2 separate regions of the Capsicum annuum genome follow, and region 2 is linked to region 1. The links are chromatin contacts, called in public Hi-C maps. All regions are on one chromosome and are shown on one strand. The core of a region is the stretch at or near the end of the contact, and the rest is flanking DNA. Distances in the headings are between cores, read along the strand shown. Region 1 overlaps LOC107878611 (ubiquitin-conjugating enzyme E2 35). Region 2 overlaps LOC107878613 (probable beta-1,3-galactosyltransferase 13).

Evidence for each region. Hi-C and Micro-C count contacts between places; a contact is called where the count stands out from the background.
Region 2: a contact with region 1 is called in a Hi-C map of leaf, with 2.9 times the contacts expected there. The contact joins two enhancer-like sites. A contact is called at or near these places in 4 of 5 Hi-C or Micro-C datasets (bud, leaf and placenta).

Annotation. Positions count from the first base shown.
Region 1 is chr7:219,897,443-219,904,786 of UCD10Xv1.1, forward strand. It overlaps LOC107878611 (ubiquitin-conjugating enzyme E2 35), which reads left to right. Exons shown (of 8, transcript XM_016725654.2): 5 at 2,712-2,753; 6 at 2,840-2,913; 7 at 3,061-3,158; 8 at 3,290-3,535. The coding sequence ends at 3,327. Among protein-coding and RNA genes, the nearest start is that of LOC107878611, 6.5 kb to the left of the region's middle. Within about 2 kb of position 4,024, at least 5 of the 5 cell types and tissues checked have an H3K27ac peak or open chromatin away from gene starts, as enhancers often do. A contact at or near this core is called in leaf, where this site is marked.
Region 2 is chr7:219,960,948-219,968,291 of UCD10Xv1.1, forward strand. LOC107878613 (probable beta-1,3-galactosyltransferase 13) reads right to left here. Exons shown (of 7, transcript XM_016725656.2): 7 at 6,864-7,344. Among protein-coding and RNA genes, the nearest start is that of LOC107878613, 11 kb to the right of the region's middle. Within about 2 kb of position 4,629, at least 3 of the 5 cell types and tissues checked have an H3K27ac peak or open chromatin away from gene starts, as enhancers often do. A contact at or near this core is called in leaf, where this site is marked.

The sequences.
Region 1 (7,344 bases), core at 2,774-5,273:
TGAAGTGTTTATGTAGTTTGTACATTTTTCTAGATAAGGAAATGAAGGTAAAAATTTATGCATTTAGTATTGTAATTTGATCATGATATTTGTTAATAGATGCTCAAGTTTGATATGAGATGCATACACAGAGAAGCTCATGGCAGTTGAAAAACTAGGAGACAATCCTATTGATCTGGGATCATGTTTCACAACTTTGTACATGTTGAGGTTGCTTTTCTAGGAGTACTGGTTAGGTGACTGTTTTCCTCACATTCTGCTTCCATTTATATGCAGTGTGGGATTGTGAAAATAGTATACTTGGGCTACCTAGATATTGGTTTCGCGATACATGTTATTTTTGGAATAAATAAAGTACTAATGATCAATTTTTGTGATTTTTAAAGTCTGTTACTATGTGGTAGTAACAATGTGCAAATACCATTGTTGAACTTCACCTAGAAATTTAATTTGAGCTCTTGGAAGAACACTCTCTCAACCTAGCCAAAGGGGGGGCACTTCCCGTGGGAAGACTCAAAAGAATGGGACTTCCCGTGACTGAGATGGAATAGGACCAAGACAATCAGGTTGTGAAAAGAACTGTTTGTCAAATTTGAATATGCCACAATTAGTCTATGTTGGTTATTTAAGATACTTTAATAGATATGACTTTGGACAGTGATTCATACTGGCATGTTGTTGTGTGAGGTTTCTTAGATTTGTTGGGCTTAGTTGGTATTCAAACTATGAAGGTTTGGGAAAGGGTGGTAGAGTTGAGGTTGAGAAGGATCGTGACTATTTCTGAGAATCAGTTGGGTTTATGCCAGGTCGCTCGACTACGGAGGTCATTCACCTTGTGAGGAGATTAGTGGAGCAGTTTCAGGAAAGGAAGAAAGACTTGTACATGGTGTTTATTGATCTTGAGAAGGCTTATGATAGAGTTCCCAGGAAGATTTTGTGGAGGTGCTGGGAAGTTAGAGGGGTGTCCGTGGCGTACACTAGGGCGATTCAGGATATGTATGATGATGCAAAGACTCGTGTGAGTACGGTAGGAGGTGATTCAGAGCACTTTTCGGTTTTGATAGGTTTGCACCCGGGATCGACTCTTAGCCCTTTTTTATTTGCTTTAGTGATGGATGTGTTGACGCGGCATATTCAAAGGGAGGTGTCTTGGTGTATGTTATTTGCAGATGATGTGGTATTGATCGACGAGACTCGAGGAGTTAATGATAAGTTGGAAATTTGGAGACAGACCCTTGAGTCTAAAGGATTTCGGTTGAGCAGGACCAAGACGGAGTACTTGGAGTGTAAGCTTAGTGATATGTCGCATGAGGCTGACGTGGTTGTGAAGCTGGACTCTCAGGCCATTCAGAGGAGGGAGAGTTTCAAGTCTGGGGTCTATGATTCAAGGCAATGGCGAGATTGACGAGGATGTCATGCATTATATTGGGGCAGGGTGGTTGAAATGGAGGCTCGCTTCAGGAGTTTTATGTGATAAGAAGGTGTCCCCGAAACTTAAAGGTAAGTTCTACAGAGTGGCAGTCCGACCAATTATGTTGTATGGAGCGGAGTGTTGGCCAGTTAAGAACTCCTACATCCAGAAGTTGAAGGTGGAGGAGATGAGGATGTTGCAATGGATGTGTGGCCATACCAGGAAAGATAAGGTGAGGAATGAGATTATTCAGGAGAAGGTGGGGGTGGCTTCGATGGAAGACAAGATGCGAAAAGTGCGGTTCCGTTGGTTCGGGCACGTGATGAGGAGGGGCTCTGATGTTTCAGTGCGGAGGTATGTGTCACTGGCTATGGATGGTTTTAGGCGGGTAGAGGTAGGCCGAAGAAATATTGGAGGAAGGTGATTAGGCATGATATGGAGCAGTTACAGCTGACAGAGGATATGACCCTTGATAGGAAGGTGTGGAGGATGCAGATTAGGGTAGAGGGTTAGGAGTCGGGAGCGTTTCTTTATTTGTGTTTGGAAGTTTCTTGTTCGTGGGTGTTGAGTGATGTCTATGTTTTCGGTTAGATAGTTTTTTAGTAGTATCTGGTGGCTGTTGTATTACCTGTGAATACCGATGTTAGTTTATTTTGCATACTGTACTAGTCTATACGCATTTATGTTTTGTGATTTGCTATACTGTTATCGGTCCTAAGCTGGGGTTCTATCGGAAACAGTCTCTTTACTTCTTCGGAGGTAGTGGTATGATCTGGGTACACTCTACCCCCAGACCCCACTATGTGGGAATATACTGGGTATATTGTTGTTGTTGTTGTAGTTGGTATTCGGACTAATGATCTGTTGGATAATTGAAGATGAAGGATGTCATGACTCATGACCTTAGTTCTGGCGTGGACACAATTACTCGGTCCTTCAAACACTTGAGATTGCCTACATCTGCAAAAGCTTGGAGTTATACAAAGGCAATACCTATATGTGTAGATGCATAAAGATACTAAATCCGGGAAGACTGTTGGGGTATAATATTGCAACTTTTCCTGGGTGCTTTTCATGATATGTTTCTGGATGATGTACCTGGTGTTGCTTAGTCTTTTCAGGAAGCTTACTTTTCAAATGATTGTGGACTTCTACTTAAATAGAACATGTACCCTTGATCTTAATAGTTGCAGATATTATTTGCTTGTGCAAGTTTGTTGTTTTATACGTTTAAACATGTTGTAAAGTTTTGCTATGTGTATACTGTCGGTTAGTCATTGATCAACTTGCATCCCAACAGGTTCGATTCCTCACCAAAATCTACCATCCGAACATTGATAAGGTTTGTTGTGTTTATCAACTCTTTCATACATGGATATAAGCCACAAAAATAAAATACCTTTGCTTATGTATGTCTTTGATGTGAAGCTTGGTAGGATATGTCTTGACATTCTTAAAGACAAGTGGAGTCCTGCTCTTCAGATCCGTACTGTACTTTTGAGGTATTCAGTATTTTATCATGCTTTGAAATATTTTTCTCATCTCTCTGTATGCACCAAAAGATGCAAGACTGATGAATACTACGAAAATGAGAACCAGACTAAGCTTTCTAAGGTGTTGGAACTTTAAAAAGTTTATTCATGTTTCAGCATTCAAGCACTTTTGAGTGCTCCAAATCCAGATGATCCACTCTCTGAAAACATCGCAAAGCACTGGAAGGCAAATGAGGCTGAAGCTGTTGAAACGGGTAAATTGTGTTGTGGTCTTTCCATTTACTACTGCAGAAGTAGAAAATTAGCATCTTCTGGTTATGCAAATCTGTATACACATTTTTTCTTCGATCATTGATTTGAGTTTCCTTTTTCTTCAATGATCCAGCTAAGGAGTGGACGCGTCTATATGCTAGTGGTGCATGAAGAGATAGCAATGAAATATTCAAATATAACAAAAATCATGGAATGTAATCTACTATTGACTGGCTTATCAATATGATACTCGGATGGCTGTTAATGGCTGAACTCTTCCAATTACCTCCCCATAATTGCTTCCATCCTTGAAATTGTATAACATAATGTGACACCCTTTGGTTTTCTAATGTTCAGGAATGAACTTGTTACAACAAAACTGGATATGTTTAGGATTTTGTCACTGCAACAGCAGTTAAATGATTCAGATCTGTGGGTTGGAATCGGAAATTAGTATTGCTGCAGCTGGCATCGATCGACCTCCATAGATTTGTTTCAAGAAGATGAATTTGCCAAGGAAGATCCATAGTTCGGCCCTTTTTTTCTTTCGATCCTTTTCTGTTTCCCCCTATTCTGCATTGTTTGTTCGGGGTTGTCCGTGCCGCTTTTTCACTTCTATTTTTCCATGAATAATTATTTTTTCTGTTTTATCCTTCCGTTCCAATCTAATTGGGCAGATGAACCCCAAAACAATGTGAAATGAAGATAATCGAACTCTTAACTATGTGAAGAATTAGTATCTTTACATATGGTATGAGAGCCTGTTTCGATCGACTTATTTTAGTTGTTTTCAAGTCAAAATAGCTTTTATAAACAACAGTAGTGTTGCTCCACATGGTAGTGTGGTACCTACCATGAGTAAAGTGAATATTAAAGCACCTTTGCTTTATAAAGAATTATTGGTACATTATTCATATTACCTGTCCTTATCTTGAGATTAGGCCCTTTAGTTTTTCCATAGCTTGTCAAGGGCATTTTTTCTGAGCTACAAGCAACTGCAAGGTTATAAAGACATTACATGAATGATCTTAGAAATGCCATGATTTGCAATTTTCCTCGTAGTGACATGTTTCAAATTGTTTTAATACTATATTAACTAATAGGAGTAACATCATTCTATATAACCTACAAGGATTCGAACAAGTGTAGCTATTGAAGCAACGTTAACGTATTTGGTCTATCAGATGAAAAGATTCAAAATACTTGGCTTGTAAAATTCCTTGATCAATCAAATGGAGTATTTTGGTAATAATAGTATAGATCATATGATCGGAGAAGATATAAACCTGTTTGAAGGAAAACCTTGGAGTAATTGGTAAAATTATTTTCATGCAATGATTACGAGGTCATGGGTTCAAATTATAAAAATGTAAGGTGAAGTTGTGTACAATAGGTTTGGCTCTTTTGCGTACTATCAATGGTAGACTCTAGAAATTTTAAAGCACTCAGTTGTCTTCTTGGTTTACCGGTTGCTTTTATAAAATCTTACATCATTTTTTATGCATTTCTTATATAATTGTATTAGTCTGCATCAGATTTAACGCGTGTCAGAGCACCACCACAAAATAGGCCATAAGTCCGCTCCTGCGTACGATAAGACCCTTGTGGTTTGATTCCTTTTCGAATTTCGCACATAGCTAAAGTTTTAGTGTATCAAAGTACTTTCTTTAAGCTTTAACGTGCTTCGACTGAATAGACAGTATCTTATCTTTACTACTTTGTCCAAGTCATGCCACGTCAAGAAAGTACAGTGAATAGAGATCAAAGCTACCTTTGCCTTGTAAAATTACAGCTGCAAGTATCAGAGTACAGAAATCAGAAGCATGCAAAGACAAAAAGCTTATTGTCATACATTTTGTATTTTCTCATTATAATTCTGGTGTGAATTCTTCAGTTATTAATTCTTTTACTCAAACTGCTTTGATATATTTATTCTTTTTAAGTCGACTGTTCATCGGAAATAATTTCTCTATCTTTTAAGATCAGAATTTAATCTGTGTACATACAACTCTTCCAAACTCCACTTATGAAACTACATCGGATACGTTTATGTTGTATGAGCTATCCACGATAGTAACGGTTACATTTTTACAGAGGGGGGCAATAATGAAGGATGATGTGAATGATGTGTCATAATACTAAAAGCTTTTGGTCCAATTTTATTTTTATGTACTCTCTCACAAGTCATGTCAAATTCAATCACTCATAATCTACAGTGAATAAGGGGGAGTTTTTTTAGTCTGTCTGGTACCTTATATTGTGTTTTTTCTTGTCCTAAATGCCTCATCCATTTAGTGTTGTATTTTCTTGGCATAATAAATAAACGTGTCGTTTAACTTGGTCTTAATTAATATTTATGTCCTTCAGTTTTGGATGTACACAAGTAAGTATTTAAATTTGTATAAAATTGAACGAGTAGACACACGCATTCTATGTTGCATAATAATACGCATAGGACGTGAAGTTTCACGTAGAACGTCATATAGGATACATGTATTTACTTGTTCAATTTTATATAAGTTTAAGTGTCTATCTATACATACCTAAAATTGAGGATATAAATATACGTAAGACCAAGTTAAAGAGTACGTTTATTTTATATTTTGATCTATGTTGAGGTTGTAATTAGCTAGTCAAATATTTCTATAGTACGAACTCCGAAGGAACCTTATTATACCAATCACTCGAATTAACCTTATCACACTATATTCAGTCTAAGAAGTCGTTTGGTAGAGTGTATTAAAACGAACAATGTATGTATTAGTCTTGTATATTATTAGTATTTTATTTGATATATTTTTTAGTCTAGATATAACTAATGTATATTAGTTATCCACCCTATTGTGTATTGAGGTGCATATTACTAAATACTAATACCTCAAAATCTATGATATTAGTAATGTAATGAATCTAATGCATGCATTAGCATGATTAAAAATACAATCATCTCTTAAAAAAAATTTCGCATCCTTTTCAATATTTATATATGAAGGATATTTTTTTGTAAATTTTTTTTTTTTTTTTTTGAGAAATTATGTGTTTCATATTGTTTTTAATATATCAAACCAAACACTGCATAAGAAAATATAAACATAACTAATGCAAGTATAGCTAACATAAGTATTATTAATACAAATATTACTAATACACTATACTTTGCATTATTCTTATACACTCTACCAGACGATCCTAAAAGGTTTAACTTTCATACTTTAGGGAGAGTCTCTAAATTGTAAAAAATATATAAAAAAAAAAAATATGAGATGATAGAAGGTGGAGATACGGTGACCTTTTATATTAGCAGTATTTGTCCAAAAATTTTATGGTTGTTATAGAGAGATGTTGTTATATATGTATATTAGTATTTGATGTTTCGATCTCATTTAGCTATTATAAATAACAATATGCAAAATTAGAAAAAGCATGAATATAAAAAAAAAAAAAACATTAATAGTCTTCTCCTCGTGAAGTTATGAAATAACAAATATGCACTATTTACATACAAATTTTTTTAAATTAGGTTTTGTATTTGAAATTTAATGTGTGCATGACATTATACTATAAATATTTTGGTATTTTATTTTGTACATAATAAATTTCTTATAAACATCATTATATAATATTTGAGTATGTTGTTATAGATAGACAATTTTTTAAAGAATATACCAAGCTATAACAAGCACCATTGCGGTTATAGATAGAACGCCGTTATAAAAAAGTAAAATATAACATGAAAAATTAATTTTAAAATAAATTAAATTGTTATAATAAAATATCATTATAGAAATGTCTGATCGTATTAGGTATATGAATGATGATCCATACAAAATGAAATATTTAGTTATGTGAAAAAAAAAAATGGCACATAAAATAATATTTCATATAGGTTTAAAGAATATCACGCTTCACATGAGACCAAATGTTTGATTTTTTTTTGGTCATATAATTTCCCCTGCCGAAAGGTTATTTGTCATTTTCAGCCGCCCAAAATATTTCTTTCAAATTATACATTTAAAAACTTATCCAACCACCGTATTTTAGTATATGTCCACAATACTTTGTCTTGGACCCTCCATGAGCAAGCTAATGAGAACAAAATTAACCCCAATCATATGGTTACACTAATTTTAGATTCGCACCAAAAAATAAAAGAATTAAAAGTGATCAATCATATGTTTAGACTGATTT
Region 2 (7,344 bases), core at 3,379-5,878, 64 kb after region 1:
AAAATATCATGTGAAATTAGTCGAGATGCGCATAACTGATCCGAATAGTCGAACACCACGGTTATAAAAATATATATAGGAGTAGCTATAGCTAGGGGAGTAAGAGTAGCTTTATTAGACTGTATAAATAAAATGAAATTACGTGAAAGTTATCAAAAGTCTGATTTGCCAAACTGTACCTATATATGTGTAGACATAATTTTAAATCTCCTAACTTTAATTTCCCCCAAACGATTGGTTCATGAATATTAAATTCCCTTTTTTTGAAACCTTAATTATCCTTTGAAATTCCCTAATCAGCTTTTTGAAACCTTAAATTATCCTTTGCCCACAGATTAGAAGAACCTAGCCTAGCTACCAAAACCTCTAATATGTTGATTAATAATATCTGAAAAGGAAAAGACTCCAATTTTTTGTCCTTAAATGAACATGTGTGTTTATTTCTTTTTCATTCTTACACTCTATACTTATATTAGAGTTCGATTATATTAAAATTTGCATCAGAATATTCTATATTAAAGATAAAATACTACTTAATACCTTAGTTAGACTGCCAACGCTACCCCTATATATCCTTCTCTATCTCGTCACGAGCAATCGAAGGACTTTTGTGAGATGTGAAATAAATTTTATAACTAATTTTTCCTAACAAAAGCGACTTCACATCTAACCAAGCTCCAAAACCTCTCTCCCACTTATTTGTTGTAGACTTCAGAGAAGTTATATATGGAAAATCTATAGATCGTAGTAGTTCGTTAACCTCTCTAACTAACATACGATATAATTTCACTTCACGACATGACCTCCCAAAAAAGAGCTTAAGTATGTCTATTGTTTTATTTCTTTCAATTAAATATTTTATTAGGTAACCCAAGGTTTCCCTTCAAACGACTGTACGTATTTATATTAGTCAAATCAATAAATACCAAGTAGGCATTTGGCCATAGATATTATTCACAATATTTTGGAATGTATTTTTACTTTATTTTGAAATACTTATTTGGTTATGAAAATCAAAAATGTATTTTGAAATACGTTTTCATAATTTTTGACTTTTTGAATCTTACTTTTTTTTACACAATTTTTACTATTACTTTATAAAAAAGTACATTTAAAGTCTAAAGTATTTTTAAAGATATTATGATCAAACACAATTTTAACTCTATTTTTAACTTTAAAAATATCAAATAAATTGAATATATTTTTAAAATTTTCATGATCAAACGAGTCTGTTATTGAATTGCTACTAAAAGGATTTGGTAATAGGCCACTAGCCTATGTACTTTAGTGTTCATTTTCATCATGGCACCAATGAAAATGTTTTTTGAATATGTGTTCATAAATAGAAATTGAATAAGACTATACTTAATGGATATTTCCAGTAAATTAAACATTAGTGCTGCAATATTGCACATGATAAAACCCCACATTTCCAATCAAAGAAAAAAACAGAAAATGATGAATAATGCTACTCCCTCTCTTTCCTATTGTTTGGTTTGATTCTGAATATGAAAATCAAATTAATTAATATTTGGTGTGAATTTAAATATAAAAATTCTATTTTTCAAAAAAATTATATATTAAAAATTAAATAAAAATATTATTAAATTATTAATAATTAACAAAAAATACTAGAGAGGTCAGGCGAATCGAAACGGGGGAGTAACAATTAAAGGTGTCAATGGGGTGATTCGGACGTGCCAAAATAGGTTGAGTTAATAAGTAGATGGATTAATATTATTAAATCGCCCAAACTTATTTGGGTGGAAATGAGCTAAAATGCGAATCATAATTCAACTCGTTCAATTCTTGCTAAGTTTTAATTCTTCTATTTGTTTTTAATAATTTGGTTAGAACCTAATAAAACAATTACTATTTTTTACCATAATTATATAAATTAAAAGTTGTTTTATTCTAAAAATATTTCGACAAGACTTCTGATGAATCAATTTGAGTTGTATATGAGCCCATTTTAAGTCGACTAAACTAGGCAGCTCAATAATCAACTCAAGTCTAAACAAAGTAGACGAGTTATATTTTTGTGAACTAATTTTGTCACCTTTTGTTAACTATTAATAACTCCCACCCCCTAATTTTTTTGATGGAATATAGAATTATGGATAATGTAGAGAATGGGACTTATAAATCTTAGCTTATATCGCCATATATTCTGAACTTTCCCTTTCTGATCTCTCAGACAATCCTTATCCTAATTAAATTCAAGAAAAAATAATTTACATTCTTAATGTATTTTAATACTATGTGATATACACATGTTAGTTAATGTTACTCTTATGTTAGTACTATTTTGGTTTGATCAAATATGAAAGTTTGAGAAAATAACAAAAACTTTACGTAATTAATTAATACATAGAATTAGAAAAAGAAAAGGCAGGACAGTCTAATCCACTATAGTGAGCTTTCACTATGTACGAAATTCTTAAAAGAATCGAATATAATGATTTATTATACGTAGTGTTACTTTACATTTCTGCCAGTGGTTATTTCCGCAACTTGAACCGTTACGTTGCAGAAAGGATAAGAAACGAATAGGCAGGACAATCTGGTGTATTAAAGTTCTACTATGTACGAAGTTCTGAAAAGGACCAAAACTATAATTAAGGATTTATTATACGTAGCGCTACTTTACTTCGCTGTAAGAAGTTATTTCTGCGATTTGAACCATTGTAGAAAAAAAAAAGAAAAGGAAAACCTAGAACAGTCTGGTATACTAAAACTTCCACTAGATACAAAGTTCTGAAAAGGATCGAATGAAACTATAAGAATTTATTATACGTAACGTTACTTTATATTTCTGTAAGAAATTGTTTTTACGACTTAAACCGTTACAGATGAAGAAGAAGAAAAGGATAAGAAAATTGTGATATATAGATGCTGCTACTCTTTTCATCATCATCATCATCATCAAAACTCCCATACTGAATAACAAAAATCTGGCAATGGCCATATATTTGACCATCAGTTTTTGCACCATTTTAGTATCCAAAATAATTTGTTATTCCCTCCGTCCCAAATTATGTGTCACCATTTTCTTTTTGATCCGTCCTAAAAAAATATCCTCTTTCCTTATATGGTAAGTTTTTAAAAACACAATTACAATTTTACCTTTAGTGGTTCCACTTAATTTTAAATACTATTACTCTTTTTTATTTATTTTTTTAATTAAAAGTGGTCTCACTTAATTTTAAATAATATTATTCTTTTTTTAAGAAGGATAATTTTGTAACTTTAACTAAATTAATACTTATTTCTTAAATATTATGTCCGGTCAAACGACGATACATAATTTGGAACGAGCAAAGTTTTTTTTTGTTTTCAAGAAACTGAAATAGCACGTGATTGAAGGGGCCAAAAAGACAAAGGGTTGCTCCAATTTAGGATGTCTTTTAATTTTTAATTTTTATTTTTTTTTGAAAAAAGGCTAAATCAAGAAAGAAAGAAAAAAAGAGAAATGGAAGGACTAAGGAGGGTACGGTTTTCACAAAGTTCAAGGGCGAAAAATAGTTATTCCGTTCGTCTCATTTTCACTGTCGTTTTAACTCTTTTCCCGTTTGTTATAAGAAAAATAATATTCTTTTCGTCTTATTTTATGTATCGCTATTCTTTTTTAGTTCGTTCCAAAAAAAATATGATCTTTCTTTATTTGATAACTATTTAATGACAGCATTCTCATTTTATTCTTATTGGATTCCATTCAATAAGAAAAGACAACTAAAAAGTAAACTTTAAGAGGGGTAATTTTATAAACTTTACAAAGTCATCACTCATTTTTTAAAATTCGTGTTCGATCAAAAGGCGACACATAAAATGAAACGAAGGAAGTACTACAATATATAGAGTTGCTTTTGTAGATTGCGCTTTATCTTTAATATAAGACTTTCTGAAGCAACTCTAAATTACTTAGGAATCAAAATGGGTATCGGACATCAAATCTAAATTACTTAGGTTTCAAAACGGGTATCGGACATCAAATGACAAATAAAAAACAAATAAGAAAAGATAAGTAATTTTTATTGAAGTAAAAGAAAATGGGGTTATCTTTTGAAAAAAAAAAAAAAAAAGTATGAACCTAGTCAATACCATATTGTAAGTGTGCAACTAATGTTGCGATAAGTTAAAAACCCTTTTAACTTTTAAGCTTATAATATTCATTCCTAAATAATATCAAATCATGAGTTGTCTAATTTCTCTATACTATTAAGTTATTTTGTAAAAAAGAAAAAAACATTTTATTTCTATATAAGCTAATAAATTCTGAATTATTAACTTAGAAAAGAAGCTAGCTAGGTAGCCTATACTGGTATATATTCTTCTGACTTCTGTTTTTTGCCAGATTTAATTTATTAATTTATTAAAAATCACAAGAACCTAAAAACATAAACTAAAACCATTGTGTAGGAGTAGTAATTATCCCAATTGTTTGTTGTTGGGGTTCATTGGATTCCTCTTAAATGCACAAAAATTTTAATAAAATAAAACAATTGGTGTGGGTGGTTGAGAGTTTATTTTAGGGGGCGGAGGGATTGGGTGGGTCGGGGGGGGGGGGGGGGTATGGGCATCATCAGAAATTCAGAGTAATTTAAGTTATTCAAGAAAATGGAGTTCTCCTCATGTTTGGGTTGTGAACATTTTTTGTCATCAAGTGCTTTTTGGTTAGTATTTTCTTCACTACTCATTGGCCACTCTGTTCCCATCTATTTAAAAGAAAAAAAAAAATATTTTTACTAAAGTTATCGCTATTCATAAGTTTGAGAGATGATCAGGTTATAAAAATTTATATTACGTAAATTTATCATGCATTTTTTCAAAGTGCTATTTTCACTACTTGAATCATGATCTCCTGATCATATAATAATAATTTTATTAGTTATTTTAACGTTCTGATCTAGTACGTTTTTTTTTTTTTTTAGAAAAAAGGAAAAATATATCCCACTTTTATATTTAATCTGAATGTTTGTTGTTCAGAAAGATGCCTCTGGCATGAAATTTTGTTGGATTTTGAGTTAATTTTTCGGTTCAGTTATCCATCTTCTAGACGTAGCCTCTAAGATTTATTCGTTGTCAAATTTTAACTCCGTCACTAATTATATCAACCGAATAAATACATGCTTAATACACATTTTATTATTTTTAGCAGTAATCATACTGAATTAATATAATTTATTGTAAACTTTCACTGAAATATTATCCAAGGGCATATGATCGTCATCGAATTTCAAATTTCACAAGCGAAATAACGATGCAATCTTTTGGTATTGTGACCTAATTCTCGAACAGTCAAAAGCTTTCTATGTAGGACGGTTCGATTTCGTTCTCCATGATAATATCCTGAAATTTCATTTATAAAATTTGAAATTTTATTAGTAAAATAATATATATATATATATATATATATATATATTTTGCAAGAATTCCTCATGTGAAATTTGACAATGGGGGTAAAGCATAAATATGCTGACCATAGTCTCGTGAATATTGACTTAGGATGCTCTCTACCTTCATAAATAAAAGATAGTGTATCTAATATTAATTTAGTGGGTCCTCCTTCACCACCCTAAAAGAAGAATACAACAAAAATATAAATAGAGAAATATTTAATTTTTGCTATAAAACTGAAAAATTATGATAAATACTTACTAAGTTACTATAGATTTATTTTTACAAAAATATAAATAAAGAAATATTTAATTTTCGTCATAAAACTTTAGAATTATGATACATTAGATTATTACCCCCATATTATTTATTTTTTTTTTAGAAAAAGAGATTTATTTTTGACAAATCATATAAATATATTATAGTTAAGTGATTTAATGAGGTGAGAAGTGCATGTCAGATTAATCATAGTTAAGTGTTAAACGATTATGTATAACGTATATCATGTATATCTATTAACTTTATTTAAACACCTGATGCGCACAAAGTGTTTACCAATCTAACATTACGCCACGTTTTCTTATACGTCAATTTGGACTATAATGATTTTTCTTTTAATATATCTGAGTAGACTGATTCAAATATAAACTTTAAGATTTCAATCTTTAACGTTCTAATATTGAATACATTTTTTTTTTTTTTTTTTTTTTTTTACTATTATGGTTCATTTTGATAAACAGGTATTACAGAGTTGGAAGTGAGTCTTTCAGTTCTCATTGGGCTTTAATAACTCAAGTAAATCTACCAAAGTTTGCCTAGAAAACCCAATAGGCCCATCAAGAGAACCAAATAGGAAAGAGACGAATTATGGGCAAACAACATAAACCACTACAGTTTGAAGCTTAATTATAGAAAATTCCGACATTTTATATAATTGTTGAAAATCCCAATTTTGAGTCTGTCGAGATACATAATTAGCTCGTGATACATTTTTTTCGATTTTGAGTTTGTCGAGATACATGATACATCCAACAAATATATATTTTTTCTTTTGTAAAAATAATAATTAGCTTCCGATACATCCAACGAAGAAACATAACAAGTTGAAATTTTTGCATTTACTTTGTAAGAGTGGAGATTTGTCTAAATATAATGAGTTAAGGTATATGTTTTTGTTATTTTTCGACGAGTTTAACATAAATAACTGCTTATCCAACGACTTAAATCGAATATAACTGAAAAATGTATAACACATGCATAACCATATGTTATTAGCATGTAATTTCTGTATACTGGCTAGAGAATATAAACCATGGATCCGGCTAACTATTCTCCAAGTAGCCATTAGTAAGGGTGGTTTTGTTTAGAATATACCAAATGTTTATAAGATCATTGAAAATATAGTCACTTATATAAATTAATAAAAAGGTTTCTAAATAGCAAAAAAAAAAAAAAAAAAAAAATGAGACTTCAATGAGGTACATTTTACCCATTCATTGCAAATATATAGCAACATACCCAAATGTAGGAGGGGCGTTAAGAGAGGATGGAGTGTACACGAACTTTATCTATGATACAAATGTATTTCTTCTGAAAGACCAAAAACTATATATGTATCTTTTCATGATACTGTTTGCTAGAAACAATCATCACATACTTTACATATGAATTCCGAAAAACCTCAAGATTCTTCATAGATAATGAATACTACTATCTTCTCCTCCACAGTGCTCAAACACAGTAATGTACTCAACAGGAGAACTAAGGTAATCTCTTGCTCCTATAAACTACGCCGCAAAGTCTCCCATAAATCTCCTATTGCAACAAAAACTCTGATCTCGAAATGCTACAACAACCGGTAGAACAGTATGTTCCTTCAAATACTGTCGCACGGGTAAGTTACAAAATGCACGTCACATTTAGCAGAGGTGATTTCCAGCAGCGACA